Regions from separate parts of the Zea mays genome. Here region 2 is linked to region 1. The links are chromatin contacts, called in public Hi-C maps. All regions are on one chromosome and are shown on one strand. The core of a region is the stretch at or near the end of the contact, and the rest is flanking DNA. Distances in the headings are between cores, read along the strand shown. Region 1 holds the start of LOC100278484. Region 2 has its middle 39 kb from the start of LOC100278484.

Region 1 (3,216 bases), core at 321-2,820:
CCTTCTGCGGCCGCGGCCGCCGCTCCGTGCCCGCCGGCGCCGCCCCTCCGGTCGCGCCAGCCCTAGGCGCTGCCGCACCCGCAGCGGGAGGAGGAGCGCCACCACCCCTCTGGGTCTGGGCCCCGGGTGCCGAGGGCGCAGCAGCTGGCGGTGGGTTTGGATTCGCGGCGTTTCCAGCCATGAGCATCTCCTCCATGGGCTTGCCTAGCCCTAGCGGCCCCTGGTGATGCACACATATTGCTCATGTTAGATGTTACTACCGCAGAACTTAATGATGGATCCTATCTAGCTAGGGGAAGCAAGAACATGGAGAATGAAGAGAATGATAGCACATAGCAGTCTTAGCAGAGGGGGGTTATGAGCGTGGAGGTCTCTTTGGATTCTTATGGCGCAACTGCAGCGCAGTGCAACAAAAGAACCAAACAAATGGATACAAAGTGAGATTGAAAGGCAAATTAAAAGGTGAAAAAAAGGGCAAGCAAAAGATGAGAGAGAAGCACAACACAGCACCACGTACGTAAAACTCCACTTTGTTTGTGCTCTTGTAGGGTTGCGCTTGTGGCGTAGTAGCACCTCTAATCACTCCATCACCCAAGACATGGCCGCTCTTTTGATGCAAGGCGTGGAGAGAGTAAAGCTACTACTCTCCTCCATATGAGAAAAAGGAGGGATAAAAGGGAAGAGAGAGCTCGGAAAGGAGGGGATGGATAAGATAGAAAGAAAGGTAGGAACAAAGGGAGGGGGAAAAAAAGGGGGCGGCCCGGCCGTGTGTGTGCGCTCCTTTCAAGGATTAAAAGGGAGGAGACAAGCAGGGAGGATTAAAGGCCCCCCAGCTCGAAGCCAATGGAGCTAGAAGAGCTTGACGGCACGCGCGCATGCACAGAGAGGAGATGACGGTGTGCTCGCGTAGATCTACACAAAGAATATAAAAGGCTCGGCATGGCGGTATCCCAAGAACACGAAATCATGCCCACACACTCACTCCTATATCTACTACTATAAGAAAGCAAGCTCCAGGACCAAGGCAGATCAGCCAGAGAGGCGAAGAACCGCTAGAGTAACCAAGAACAAGACACCAAGATCCAAGCCGGCAGGCGAGAGATCTGCTCGTACTCATGGCTCCCGGCCCCGATGCACGCTGCAGCTAGCGCGCGCCTTGTTTGGTTCGATCGAGACGGCCGTGCAGATCGGCTTACCTGATGCCACTGCGCCGCATCCATGCATGCAAGGATCCCAATCCCGCTCCTCGCCAGAGCGACTCTGTCTCCCGTGCCGCGCGCGCGCGCTTGCCAGACGAGCTCGGGACGACGGCGCGACGAGGGGGGAGGACGACGACGAGGAGCCTACTGGAGCCGGATGGGGACGGGCGGCGGCGGAGGCGGAGCGGAGGAATGTCCCGTGGATGGCCTGAGTAGTGGAATTGCTCCCGGCTCCTTCCCTAGCTAGTCTCTTCTCCTTCATATGTCATGTAGATAGTGCGATTCTTTTTCGCAAATATTTTTTTATGCGTCTGCCACGCTAGCTGGAGGAACAGCAAGGAAAATTGGTGCCCCCTGGCAATTTTTTTTTTTTTGGAAATGCGTCGAAATTCGTCCGTGTAGGCTTCGGCTACAGTCGGTGACGACAGCAGTCGATGGACAGCGAGACTGCGAGAGGGGCAGCTAGCCGCGAAGCAGCCCTGGAGGAATGGAGGATGATGGTCCGCGTGGGGCCTCGCACGTGCGTAGGGACCCGTGCCACGTGCCAGCAACCAAGCGGTGTGTTTTTGGTTTCAGAGACTCTCTCCAGCGTCCAGCGACATTATCTAAATTTCGTTTAGTCTGATAACTCTATTTTTTTCTCAATATCTACATTGTCAAAACAATACACAACTACCTTATTTATTCATTTTTATTTTAACGTTCAACTTGTATGCAACGTGTGGCATTGTAATTGAAGAATTTTTTTTTTGGTAACAATCATATTAATACAATTTGAACTTATGTATGTAACGCAAAACAAAAAACTGTAACATTTTTCTAACTCATTGTCACCCAGCTGAAAAACGATTTCTTTTTGCAATTTAGAAGAACGGTGCACCTTGACGTCCGTGCCTTAAAAAATATTCTTCGTTTCGCCGATAAGGGTTACTCGCAACTTCAATTAATTTAAACCGTACGTTAAATAATGTCCATGAGCCTAACATGTGGAGAACAGAGGGATCGAGTCTTTAACATCGATGCGAGAGGAGACCTGTCTAGCGTATAGCGCATGTTCGAGGAGTATCGCTATGTTTAAAGAACGAGAAGAGGCCGCCAAATTTTAGAGGACACAATAGATGACTGTCGAAGAGGAAATTCTCCGACTGGGTGACGGAACACACTCGTCCTAAATCCTAAGTGTTTTGTCTCTCTGCTAGATAAACGATGGACACGAGTGAACACGAGTATTTAGAGTGGTTCAGGCCACCGGAGTGTAATACCCTACTCCACTGTGTGTTGTATTGAGCTTGTGAGCTTGTATGAACTTGTGAGTTTGAGAGTATAAGTGAGCCTGAGTGAACTTACTTTGTAACGTTGGGTGCCCTCTCTTTTATAGTTTAAGGGGGCACGTACAATGATGCTGAGCCCCGACATGTGGGTCTAGGAGCAAAACGGAAGGAAGGAAGTAACGCGTGTAGCGTCAGGGTGATCTCCGAACGCCATAATGTCCGTAGTGCATATAGTATTGATATGTCGTGGTTTCTTCCTCGGTAACGCGCGAGTCATGATGAGTGCGGCAGCATGGGCGTACTGCCTGCCAACGGAATGGACATGCATGTCGCCTGCAAGATAGCCTGATCGTCGCCCGTCAGCGGAGTGGACAGGGCTCATTAAATGCTGAGGCGGCACATCGCCTGCTAGTGGAATGGACAGGCGACGCGCCTTATCCGCAATAAATGCAGAGCCCGTGTGGCCCAGAGGCCTTACGTCAGGCTCCGCCCACTGGCTTACGTCACGGGCAGTAGGCCACGTGGCAGCATCGGGGCTCCGCCTGAGCGGGGAGCAGAGGCGTACACGGTATGGTCCGGACACGTGTCGGCTTCTGACCCCCGCCTGGCCTCGATTAAGGCCTGGTTATTCTTTGTCCTGAAATCCCGGGACCCTGATGTGAGTGGCCCGGACCCCACACAGAGGGGTCCGGAACCCATCCTAGGGGTCCGGTTTGCACCCATGGAGGTCCTGGAACTTACCCGGA
Region 2 (3,216 bases), core at 521-3,020, 39 kb after region 1:
CCCGGACGGTAGACGCGGTCATGACTCGCCCGAGGCCAACCTCGAGCGGGATATCCAGTTACGGCATGCTCGACACTAGTACAGATAAGCTCTATAGTGGCGGTCCTAAAACTATTTATAGTGGCCTTTTTCGTAACCGCCAGTGCTAGGGGCTAGTAGAAATCATCATTTTTACAGGCGGGTAACTGAGAACCGCCAGTGAAAATCGATTTTCACTAGCAGTCGGCGTAATAAAACCGCCAGTGGAAATCGCCCACCACCCCACCCCCACCTGTCTGTCTTCGTCGAAGTCGAAGGTCGCGGAATTTTTTGTGTACTACGCGGTTGCTAGAAATCGAACCCCTGACCTCACCCTCACGCGTACCCTCCTCTATCACTCCGGCTATGACATGCTTTGTGTCTAGTTTGTAGTTTTGTTGCCCACATATTACAACCAACTGAATGTAAATTGCTTGTTTGAGACCTTAAACGAATTCAAATAAAACAGTTCTCAACTACAAAGTTGAATAATTTTTGATGTTCTAAAACTTTCATTTTGACACTTTTTTCATCCGAGGTCGTTTGCAAAATTTGAATTTTAAATTTGACAAATTTAGATACAATTTTTGAGAGCCGAAATGATTTCAAATAAAAAGTTGTCAACTACAAAATTTTATAACTTTTAGAGATTTATAACTTTTATTTTGATGGTTTTATCATACGAGTTCGTTTGAAAAACTCGAAAAATTAAGGATAAAAATGATTTGTAGTGGCGGTTCTTTAAGAAAACCGCCACTAAAAATCAATTTCTACAGGCGGTTTCTTAAGAAAACTGCCACTAGAAATCATGGATTTCTACAGACGGTTTTCATAAGAAACCGCCTCTAGAAATACGATTTCTAGTGGCGGTTTTCTTAATAAACCGCCACTAAAAATAGCACAGGCGGTTGATAACCGAATCCGCCTATAAAAATATACCGTACCGCAGGCTTTGAGCCTTTTTCTACTAGTGCGAGGTCCGAGGCTAACCCGAGGCGGCAGATGCAGTCACGACTCGCCCGAGGCTAACCCTAGGCGGGAGACGCAGTCACGACTCGACCGATGCCAATAATATAGTACGTGAAGTTATTTTACGATATTGATAATATTTGTCATATAGATTTTACATATAATAATGATGTTTGTCGTTCCGTATATATGTTTGATAATGCATATACTAGTATATTTTTATAGGTAGGCTTGGTCGTGAGTAGCATCCGGAGAAAGAACGACACACAGCCCCGGCGTTGCAACAATTAAGGCAGGACAAATCAAATCGCCCTCGCTTATCTGACTATCTGGCCCACCTAACACGCACACCCAGTGGCGTAACCCATCATTACAAGATCTCGTGGCCTCAGCCCTCATTCTCATAGCAAGCATGCATATGAACGCCTTGTGGAATGAACCAAAGCCTGTCGTCAGGCTACTGGAAAAGTTTCCGTTGTCTAAAAGACAGGATGCATGTGGAATGAATTAGCAGCTAGCTAGTTTATCGTCCAACAGGGTTTCATTTTCTCGTCTTCTAAAGGGCTAATAAAGCTGTTGACAACGGACAAGGTAATTTCCAGCTTCTCGTGCTTGCTAATTAAGGCGCGGCCAGATGAGAAGAAAAAATAAACAAACGAGCCGTCACTGTCGCCGGCTGTGTGCCTGTGTACATCAAACCCGAATCTGAGTGGATGGTGGGGCACTCTGTCGTCTCATGCACCCACTAGGCAGCGGAAGCGCAGTGCTGCTCTCCAACGTGGAATAATGATCGTACTGCTGAAACAAAACAAAATGAAAAGCTCCGTTTAAAAGTCTAGGCAGACACTCCAACCCCACGCCAAGTCAATATGTTTGGTTCGCGGCTAACTGTGACACACTTTATCTAAGATTAATCGTTCGAATTGTGAAACTAAACTTAGTAATAAAAAATTAAATAAAGTATGGCAAGTTAGGTAGGCTATATATTGTACAGCAAGAAATGAAAGTGCTATCGGACTACACGATGACCATGTAAAACGCGGGGGTGGTTGTCTTCCTTCCACAGAGCGAAAAGGGAAGCATGACCTAAATAGATCAAGAACGATGTTGACATTTTTTTCCAGTAGGCCCAAAGACTCGCATGCACAGCTCGAAACATGCAGCACCACTTGTCATTGTCCAAAACAAGCCTCGTCTCCAAGTCAAGAGGCCCTGAATGAATGTGTTGCAACCACAGGCCATCCACGGGACCACGGCCCCGCAAACCAATCCAATCCAATCCATCCTCGAGACTTGGATCCAAGAAGAACCGATTATTTAAAATTGAACATTAAGAGATTGTAGTAACTTTATTGATTAGGTTAGGAGTTGGTTGGGTGTCGGTCGGTTGACTTGGGGCAGATTATTGAGACGTGGACAAGACAGAGGAAGACGACTCCATAGCCTCTGAGGGTAGCGAGAAGAAGTCATGCATGCATCAGACGGCAGGGAGTCAAGATGAAGAGCCCACCAGTTCCCTGATGCATGTCAAAGGACGTACGAACGCCGGGCATGGCATATATATGCTCGGACATGCACGACGGAGAGACCTCTCCCTACAGCTACCACCTTTCAGAACGTACGCCTGCTAATTATTTTGTTGGTTCGGGCCGTGGTGCCTATCAGCTAGTAAATAAAGTAAGCAACAGATATAGGGTGTGTTTGGTTAGTTTTTGTCCTGTAAAGGCTAAAAGTCAAACCAAGGAGCTAGATCCAGAAATTAACTTTTCTTCTAAAAACCGATTTTCTCGCAGTGTAAAAATGAAAGCATCCTTGGACATGTTTTTAGTGGCTTTTGAATGAAACTGTGAAAACATATATCAAAGATTTTTAACGGTTTTTAGCGCTTTCGATCAAACGATTTTTAGTTTTTTAATAGCTCATAGCTCACAACAACTTTTTTCATAGCTCACAGCCACAGCTCAATCAAACAGACCCTTAAACTGACTCGTGTTTTGGGGCCTCCTAGGATCCAACTACAGGTAAAAATGACAATCATACACTCACACACGAGGATTTTATTCGAACCAGGCTATGTGCTCTTTTACATGAGGAATTTATTATACTAGTAAATTGCCCGCGCCTTTCGCAGGTTTTTTTCCCGAAAGATAGATGCATAGAGCTGACCTTGTCAATGTACACAATGAGAAAAAATGGTGTAGATATACAGGGACAAATTGTAGGTATAGT

The links. Hi-C and Micro-C count contacts between places; a contact is called where the count stands out from the background.
Region 2: a contact with region 1 is called in a Hi-C map of tassel, with 3 times the contacts expected there. The contact joins the enhancer-like site here to the promoter of LOC100278484 in region 1. A contact is called at or near these places in 13 of 25 Hi-C or Micro-C datasets (bundle sheath, ear, endosperm and 5 more).

Annotation. Positions count from the first base shown.
Region 1 is chr4:160,340,508-160,343,723 of Zm-B73-REFERENCE-NAM-5.0, forward strand. LOC100278484 reads right to left here and starts at 1,571. Exons shown (of 2, transcript NM_001371980.1): 1 at 1,197-1,571; 2 at 1-220. The coding sequence starts at 1,220.
Region 2 is chr4:160,379,116-160,382,331 of Zm-B73-REFERENCE-NAM-5.0, forward strand. No RefSeq gene overlaps it. Among protein-coding and RNA genes, the nearest start is that of LOC100278484, 39 kb to the left of the region's middle. Within about 2 kb of position 1,771, at least 14 of the 20 cell types and tissues checked have an H3K27ac peak or open chromatin away from gene starts, as enhancers often do. A contact at or near this core is called in bundle sheath, endosperm, leaf and 2 more, where this site is marked.